Regions from separate parts of the Mus musculus genome. Here regions 2 and 3 are each linked to region 1. The links are chromatin contacts, called in public promoter capture Hi-C maps. All regions are on one chromosome and are shown on one strand. Each heading gives the region's core, a stretch centred on a gene start, on an enhancer-like site or on the middle of the called end of the contact. The rest is flanking DNA. Distances are from core to core; before and after follow the strand shown. Region 1 holds the start of Bet1 (Bet1 golgi vesicular membrane trafficking protein). Region 2 holds the start of Sem1 (SEM1, 26S proteasome complex subunit). Region 3 holds the start of Sdhaf3 (succinate dehydrogenase complex assembly factor 3).

Region 1 (3,071 bases), core at 409-2,908:
TTGAATAGTCAGATCGTTCGGGTGCCTCAGGGTCCTAGCTTCACTCAGAGTGACTTCATCACCACAACCTCTTGTATACATCATTCATAACTACCCTGAATCTTGTTTGGCCATCTTCTCATCTGGGACTTACTTCTCCCAACCCTCACAGTCACCAGCATCCTTCAGGTTCTCCGGCTCCAGGAAGCCCACCGTGAGCCATGGATTATTAAGCCCCCACTGCATTTACTATCCGATGAACTTAACCTGTACTGGGATGAAGTTACCACCTTGGATCGTACTTTGTCATCTGCTTCCGCAGCAATTTATCTTCTGCTCCACAGTAACCCTGAAAGCTTTGGGAAGCACATGGTGCGTCACAATAAATGTCTGCTGTTATTAGTGTTGGAAAAATGTAGGCATATATGACTAATCATGTTTGAAAATAGTTCTTTAGGTTATTTGAGATGAACTAATTTCTTTCAATGACTGAAAGGATTCATAAAACTAAATTTACAACTTCTTCACATGCAACTACTTATTGACAACCCTGTCAATCTATATTACTGACACCATTCAAGGCCCTTATTTTTCAGTGGTTTTAAAGTCCACACATTCTATTCCTATAACCAACCTTATTGAAACTACTACCATGTCTCTGCACTGTCATGAATATTGTGTTCCTTCTTACATAATCAAAACCCATAACAAGCCGTGAATTATGAGTTGCAAAAGAGGCTTTAGTTTTCATACCTAACTTTAAGTGTTTGTCCATTCACTGGCTTTAACACCTCAAATTTTTAAAAACTATTTTTTTTTTTACTATTCCAATGTCTGCCAGAACAGCAACATCCTTTTTAATATTTCACACATTTTTTTCAAGCATTCTGCCCTTCCTTCTTTAAGACATGGCTAATAGAGAAAGAACTTCAGTTATTACTAAGCTATTCCTTCCCCTGACCCATTTAAGTCATCAAAACCAACATCTACTGCCTTAGCAGTGGGACAAGGTCTAGGTCAGAAGTGTTCCAAGTAACTCGCCTTTGACCCAGACCTTTCATAACAGGCACTTTAACAATAAGGACACGTAAATTCACCTTTGTAACTCACGGTTATCAAACTAACGCATCATTATTAGTGGGCTTAAAGCTTACTACTCCCCAAATGTCATTTCTTAAAAAAAAAAAAAAAAAGTTAAGATCCAGAATGAGTAAAGCAAAGGAAACAGCAAGGCTTGGGAAATTGGGTTACTCCCCAAACTAGCACATAGAAAAAGAAAAACTTATGCTAACCAATTCACCGCTCTGTGCAACCTAGCATATAGGTTTAAACTTTTGTCTAAATACAACTTCAGGAAACCGTTCGGAACTAGGACACAGGAAGAGAACCTTCTCCAAAGAACCCAAATAACTCGCTTTTGAACACCAAAGTCATTGACAGAGGGCCGGTAGTCTCCTCCCACAACCCTGCTCCCGACTCAGCAGGTCCTAGGGTCCCCAAACTTCGAACCTCAGCACTGTTCTTACCCAGGCCTGCACGCCTCATCCTGCCAGGAGAGGGAAAGGCGGGCAAGGAGGAGTGAGTAGGAAAGGGCCAGGGTCACCCGACCTCGGCTTCAGTCCCAGGGCTCCTAAGAGCAACAACTTTTTGCCTCAGAGCGCCACGACATCAGTAAAGTCTAAACACCGCGCCGGTTTATGTCGTCACTCGGACACATATAGGCGTCCTGAAATGCGATTACTAGTTGCATTCTGGGAAATGTAGTTTTCCGTCTTCTGGGGCACTGGGTAAGAGGGGCGTGGTAGGAACAATGCCTGGAATGGGCGGGGCTTCCGGAAGGGCAGCGACAGCTGCTGGGGCTCTAGTCCTGTTATTCTGGGTCATTACTTAATCCAGAACTTTTAGTATGGCACTTTTTGATGTTAGTGCCAACTTTAACCTGGGAGAGTTACCCCTCCCTAGCCGGGATGATGGTTGACTCTTTCATGATTTTCCCTTGCACTCCCGCTCACCCAAAGTCAGAGGTGAGAAAGTCAGTGCAAACTTTGTTCAAACAGAGTCTCATCTTACTGTCTGAGCCTCTTAGCAGGAAAGGAAAATCAATCCTCTTCCTTCCTGATCCTGCCCAGTGGAATAGTTAAAAAAAAATATATATATATATACACATATATATATATATATATATATGTGTGTGTGTGTGTGTGTGTGTGTGTGTGTGTGTGTGTGTGTATGTATGTATGTATGTATGTATCCTTGCAGTAGAACTTCCGGGTAGGGAAGTGGGGAGTCTCAGCTTCCTAACGCATTTGATCTAAGTCTGGAAAGAACTGTGATATTTAGCTTTTAAACACTCCACCCTACTTAGAGCTTTTAAAACGTACACACAAATACCTCATACTTGTTTCCATGGAGCATGTAGCCATCCTCTGCTACATATGCAGCAAGTACCCTTAGCTGCTGAACCACCTCACTACACACATTATACTTCATAATAGAAACACATTGCACTAACACTCTGCCCTCAGCTTACTGTGGTTTGATGGCTGAAAGAAAGAGTCTAAGTTCCGCCTTCTTTGCTTCTATTGCTATGTGATAATTTTCAATTCAACTAATACAGAATGTGAGATGAGTATGGGGATATAACAAAGATCCTTGATGATTTTATCACAAGTTCTTATTCAAGTACAACATGTGACTATGGGAACTATAAGTGTTCATACTCGAGCATAAACATGCCATCTTCACCTTGTAGCTTTTAATATCTTGCAAAATTTGATGAGTCAGAGGGCTATCAGAATCCAGAGCATATTAATGAAGAACAATAAAAACACTTATTACAAATATATCATTTGCACATGAGCATGTTATATTATGCCATTAGACTTCATTTGCATGATACAAGATCAAAGACAAAAATTATTAAGAGTTTCAGAACAATGAGGCACACCAAACAAGTGTGGGGGTTTGAGCAAGGGCACAGGGTCACTACATTGGCTGCATAACCATAAACTTGCATTTGTCTTAGGAAACATTTTTTGATTATTCAAGGTCATAATTCATAGAAGAAGAGGAAAGAAATGGGAATATATGAA
Region 2 (3,089 bases), core at 254-2,753, 2.5 Mb after region 1:
TTGGAATAAGAAATCTAACCTGCCCTCACTTAGCCAATTCTACCACAAAGCTCTGTTACAGGATTATTAATGAACCTGAAAACAAAACATCAGACTGAACAAATAAATTTATTACCAAAACAAAAGGTAAACTATCCCATCATATATTATAGACTCCTAACTCAGAGGAAATATATCTTCTGAATTGGTTTATGAGGTTGCATAATATACACACTAATGTTCTCTTTCACTAAAACTAAAACACTACATTATACTTAGACTAAACGTTCCTGTGATGTGATTTTATGCGCATTGAGATCATGGTGGGGTAACTAAGTACAATTTTTGTCAAGTGATAATTGCTTGATGCCACGTATGTGCACATGACTAACCACAATTCTCTTCCTATGGTCTTCATGGAGACACAGTCTAACTCACTTTTTAGAAACAAGGTAAAATATTTGGGAAATCTACTCAAAACAATTAGCCAATAAAGTAATCAATTTGAAAAACTAATATGGCAAAAAGAGGCCTAGCAAACAGAAGATAACTGCTGAAGTTAAGGACTTTGGTGTAAATTAAGGCGTCTCAGTTTCACCATTTCCGGACAGTGTTGACACTGGGCCTGTTTCTCCATTGTTCCAAACTTCTGTTTCCTTACGTGAATAATAGTAAGTACATTAATACCTACTTCCTATATTTGTGGAAATGGATTGTGCCAATAGAAGCGAAGCACTCACGTTCCCAAGATCATAGCAGGCTCTTCCAACATTAGCTATGTTATTACCTACAATGAGAAAACTAAAGCATCCCTAGCATTGAAGTTAGTTTCGAAGGCAGATGGTTAAGACTTTTATAAAGCTTGGGTTAATTCACGTGACCGTAAATGGAGAGAAGCAGAAATTGAGGCAAAATCTGTAATGAATACAACACACACGAACGACTCTATCATCCCACTTCTCGGGGCTCATTCGCGCTATCCGAGAGGTACACAGCACTGGCTGCCCTGGGCAACAGTGGGACTCTGAAGTTTACTACCAAGGGGAGGCTTGGAAACCGAAGCAAAACAAGAGACTGTGCAGATGCGGAGAGTCCCGGGTTGAAGTTAAAGGGCCACAAGCTCGCAGCACCGTGGGCCCAGCTTCACCTGGTTCCTCCCAGCGACGAGGCGCAAAACACTGGGCCGCGCCATGAAGCGACGGCTACCGGGACGCGGAGGCCGAGGCCGGGGCCCCCGGAGGCCGCGCCCGGATCCGCGCTGCTGGGCCCAGCTCATTCCCGCAGAGAGCAGGCCCGGCGCCGCCCCACCGGAGGCCCCAGGCCCAGCGCGCGGCCTGGCGGTTACCTTCCGCGGGAAACTCCTCGAACTCGTCGTCCTCTTCCAAGAGACCCAAGTCGACCGGCTGCTTCTTTTCGGACATCGCGCCGCGCCAAGACCCAAGCTGCTCGGACCGGCCGCAAAGTCGGAAGCCTCAGTACTCCGGAGGCGCCGATCCTGACAACGCCGGCGCAACCATAGAGACGAGAGGGAAAGAGCTGCGGGGCAGCGCGAGGAATGCTGGGACAGCGAAGGTCCTCCCAGAGCGTCCTGCGGTTGTAGTAGGTCCTCCCGTCTTGAAACAGTGAACTGTTTTGTTTTATAGTGTGTTCGTTCGTTTTATTATTCATATAGTTGCCTACGTGTGAAAGATTTACAGTGTATTAAATTACTAAAGGCCATTATTTAGCTTACAATCACTAACAGAAATCTGGAAAGATAAAGTAACATAAGTTAAGAGCTTATTACATTATTCCACTACTCAAACCTAGCCTTGAGCATGCTGTTAAATATCTCCACATCACAGGGAACCCGGGACCAAAGGCAGCCAGAGGCACTCATATGCTAGACAATTCTGACTGTCCTCCAACCTTTCCTTTGTGCTGTGCTCCTTGACCTTACAATTGTGTTCCGTAGGGTTTCTGTTCTAACTAGTTGACAGGTTGATGTAAAAAATAAACAAGTAAAAAAAAAAAAAAATGATGTAACGTTGTACTGTTGTTCAAAAGATATGATTTGGTTTTGCTTTCTTTGTTTTAATTGTGACCCATGGAAAAGAACAAGACAATGAAAGATAGGAGAAAAGTTAGTGTCTAACCACACAGTAACACGTATTTGCCAGGCTAATAAATCTGTGTTCTATTGCATCTAAAGGGCTCTTATATGAGGTACTTAATTTCTCTTTAGTATAATTTATTTATTTTCAGCACCACACTTAAGGCTATACATATAACACACATAGTTACAGGTGCAAGAATAACTCTATTTGATATATAAAAATTGAAGAAGGTCTATAAGCCCTACTACTGAGGAAGTTGGGGCAGAAGGCATCCTTGGATACAATGAGTGTAAAATCAGGCTGGACAACTTAGTGAAACTGTGTCCCTAAATTAAAAGTAAACAGAGGGCTAGAAATATATCCCCAATGGCTCACTACCCCGTGCCAGAGAATTTTTAAAAAAACATGGGAAAAATGTTTGAACAATTTATGGATATAAATATGAATATTGTATGTTTTTTTAAAAAGATATATCAGAAAGTAGAAAGTGGAACATATTTTGTAAAAAATACTTTATTTTATACAAACACTCTTTCCTAATTCCATTTCCATTGCTATGATAAAATACCCCGGCAAAAAAGCAGCTCAGGGGAGAAAAGCTCATTTGGCTTATAATTCTAAGTTGTACTCCATCACTGCAGGAATGTCAAGGAAGAAACTTGAAGCCGCTCTCACATCCACAGTCAAGAGCAGAGAATAAATGTGTGCTTGCTATTTGGGTGCATCGCTGTCTCTAAGCTTACACAGTCCAGGATCCCTTGCCTAGGGAATGGCTAGCCCATAGTGGGCAGGCCTTTCCATTCCAATTAATGTAATCAAGACAGTGAGTGATAGATATGACCATAGAATAACCCAATAGTGGTTACCTCTCATTGAGACATTCTTCCCAGATGATTTCATGTGCCAAATTAACAATTAAAACTAATCATTACACTATGATTAGTTTCCTGGTCAAATATTTATTCTTTCTAGATCTTTAAGATTAACTCACCCTGAAGTAAAACCGGAATGTCT
Region 3 (2,829 bases), core at 62-2,561, 2.9 Mb after region 1:
GATTTTGGTGGTGGAGCTATTAGGATTTGCTGAAGGATTAAAATTTAATTGGAACGAAAGAATAAGGACAAGAAGCTATCAGCTTTTGAAATAGTTACTTTTTTTTTCCCCACCTCTACACAAGTTTGGACTTGTGAACATCTAGATTTCTTGTTTTTGTAAGACCCCCGATGCTGGGCCTCTGCAAGTCCCCAGGTGAGCTGGCCAACACCCCAACGTCCTGAGAGAAAACCATACCTGATGCAAACTGCAAGAGGTTTTATTATCAGCTAGCTGAGGATGAAGTCCCTTTGCTGGTGCAGGGCAGGGGAGTTCGACCCGGTGACAGTAGGGAGCTTTTAACAGCTAGCTGAGGAGTTAGGAGGAGTTGGGAGGAGACTTGGGAGGAGTTGGGAGGAGAGTTGGGAGGACTTGGGAAGAGTTCTTCTCTTCCGGGTGTCCTTGGTGAAATTTACAAGGCAGGAGTGGGGAGTGAGTTCTTTCTGAATTTTTATCTCTGTGTCCTTGGCACAGGAAGGCAGGCATCTCTGGTTGTACAGTATAGAAACAAAAAGGCTTTTTGCTGGCTATAGAGAACAAAGAGCTTCTTTCTAGCTGTATTTTTTAAAGATCAGGGAAAACAAGCTTGGGAAACATCCAGGGGCTTTATCTTCCAGGGAGAAACGCTCTAAGTCAGGGTCTCACATTTTCATCTCACATTGTTTAATAAAAATTCTCAGAATCTTGGTCTTGGAAAAAAAATACACATAAAATAACTCCCAAGATTCTTTCATAGTGCACTTGACCTAGACCAACAAAGTCTGCCCTTCAGGGCTCACTTGTGATAACTACCTGGAAGAAGCTATGCCTACTGCATAAACTCCAAGTACAGCACTGCAAAGGACGAGGGCTGTTGCGAGGGACCGGCGAATGCCACACTATTTCAGAAGCCATAACACTTTGGATTAACCACGCAAGGCTTTCTGGAGAAGACTTCAGTTCGATGAAGTCTTTCTCAAATATTTAATAAGAAGAAACTAGCAAATGGAGAAGATGAGTTAACTCTGAAGGTAACAAGTCGCTCACACAAGACTTTTTGTCTTACACAGCAGCACCTCTCTAGGAAACTCAAGAAATTACAACTACTCCTCAACAGCCGCGCCTTTGGCAGAGCGTTTCTGTCCGCCCGCCCCAAATCCGGGTTTCCGGAAGGACAAGATTCTATGACGGACCAAACCGGATGAAGGTCGCGCGCTCTCTTCCGCCCGCTTTGGGGTTCACCCATAGGCGACTTCCTAGCGGGGGCGGAGCTACGCCCACCTTCTGCGCAGGCGCGGCGCGATGCCGGGGAAGCATGTCTCGAGAGTCCGGGCTTTATATAGGCGAATCTTGCTGCTACATCGGGCTCTGCCCCCGGACCTCAAAGCCCTGGGTGACCAGTACGTGAAGGACGAATTTAGGAGACATAAGACTGTTGGTCCTGGCGAGGCCCAGCGATTCTTGAAGGAATGGGAGGCAAGTGACGCCCCCTCCCCGCCCCCTCGTCCCGGACCTTGGGTTTTCAGTTCAGACCCCACCTTCCTAGCTGCTTCCCAGGGTCCGTGCACGGCCAAACAGGGCGTCTGGAATAGACAGACTAAAGTGGTCAAACAGCACTTCTTTCAAGCTCCGTCGCGAATCCCCCAGCTTCCCGCACAGGCTCTGTGCTTGAGCAGTTTCCCCCGCATTCAGAAGAACTTTCTGAGAGTGCTGAGGGTGCCAGGTGCTGGAGAGAGAAGGGTGGCGTGTCTCAGACGTTACTGCACTCCTGACTGTTTAGTGCTCCAAAAGTTCGTCGGCGTTTGTCCTTTGCGTTGCCTTTAGGCTGTTTAGGTGACAGCCGTGTAATTAACATGATGTCATTACTTAGCTGCCAGAATTAGATCATTTCGATCATTTGTTAATTTGTAATTGTAGGGCCTTAGTAAGCTTTCCACTTGACAGATAAATTATATAACCTAGAAAAGACCTAAGGATTGCAATTTGTTAAAGGGGTAATGCTGGCGGGGGCACGCGTTTGGATTCAGTGTTTGACTTTTCTCTTTTCTTTCTTATTATTTATTTTAGGTACATATTTATTTATTTGTGTGTATACGGGTGTGTGTGTGTGTGTGTGTGTGTGCTGGAGGTCAGAGGCTAACCCAAGGGAATGGTCTCTCCTTCCACCACATGGCTCCTGGGGATCAAACCGCGGGCTGCACAGCTTGGCAGCAGACACCTTTCTCAGTGAGCCATCTCCACGACCCTAATACCTTTTTTTTTTTTTTTTTTCTCTTAAGAATGAAGGGGGAGAAAGAGTATTGCATGATGCTGAAGAGTCTTGCAGGATCTCCTCCCATCTTGAAAATATCAGGAGGTGAAAGGAGTTGGGCATTTCTAGAGTGCATCTAGGTATTTTAAAGAAACTGCTCTGGTAAAGTAAAAAAGATTTTTCATGCTGATAGTGGCTGAAGTGATATTTACCTTTAAAACAACATAAAGATTAGGCTAGGGAAAAGCATTTTCATTGAATTCTATAATTCTTGATTGTAGAATTATTGAAGAGAGAACTTTATAATAATGAAATGTATAACTTTCTTAAAAGTCTTGGTTTATTAGATATAATTTGGTTGCCAGGAGCTGGGGAGGTTTAATATTTTTAAATGCAAAACACTTTCTTTAAATATGTAGTTGGTATTGAAATCAGAAAACTAGATTTAAATTCAGACCTCAGCATTTACTAAACATTACATCAGTTAATTTTTCTAGTCTTTCGGTCTGTAAAATAACGGTATTTACAACAGGCATCTCAATGTTAGTGTATTTATTACT

What was found. Promoter capture Hi-C pulls out the DNA fragments that hold promoters and counts their contacts.
Region 2: a promoter capture Hi-C map of liver shows a contact between it and region 1, with 7 times the contacts expected there. The contact joins the promoter of Sem1 here to the promoter of Bet1 in region 1. A contact is called at or near these places in 2 of 39 promoter capture datasets (liver and pre-B cells), 1 of 484 Hi-C or Micro-C datasets (CD4 T cells), 1 of 115 datasets of contacts at active chromatin or transcription factors (thymic regulatory T cells) and 1 of 9 other capture datasets (liver).
Region 3: a promoter capture Hi-C map of pre-B cells shows a contact between it and region 1, with 3 times the contacts expected there. The contact joins the promoter of Sdhaf3 here to the promoter of Bet1 in region 1. A contact is called at or near these places in 1 of 39 promoter capture datasets (pre-B cells), 1 of 115 datasets of contacts at active chromatin or transcription factors (astrocytes) and 2 of 9 other capture datasets (adipose tissue and liver).

The regions. Positions count from the first base shown.
Region 1 is chr6:4,085,272-4,088,342 of GRCm38.p6, forward strand. Bet1 (Bet1 golgi vesicular membrane trafficking protein) reads right to left here and starts at 1,659. Exons shown (of 4, transcript NM_009748.3): 1 at 1,506-1,659. The coding sequence starts at 1,524.
Region 2 is chr6:6,577,155-6,580,243 of GRCm38.p6, forward strand. Sem1 (SEM1, 26S proteasome complex subunit) reads right to left here and starts at 1,504. Exons shown (of 3, transcript NM_009169.2): 1 at 1,325-1,504. The coding sequence starts at 1,400.
Region 3 is chr6:6,954,707-6,957,535 of GRCm38.p6, forward strand. Sdhaf3 (succinate dehydrogenase complex assembly factor 3) reads left to right here and starts at 1,312. Exons shown (of 2, transcript NM_001077713.1): 1 at 1,312-1,494. The coding sequence starts at 1,321.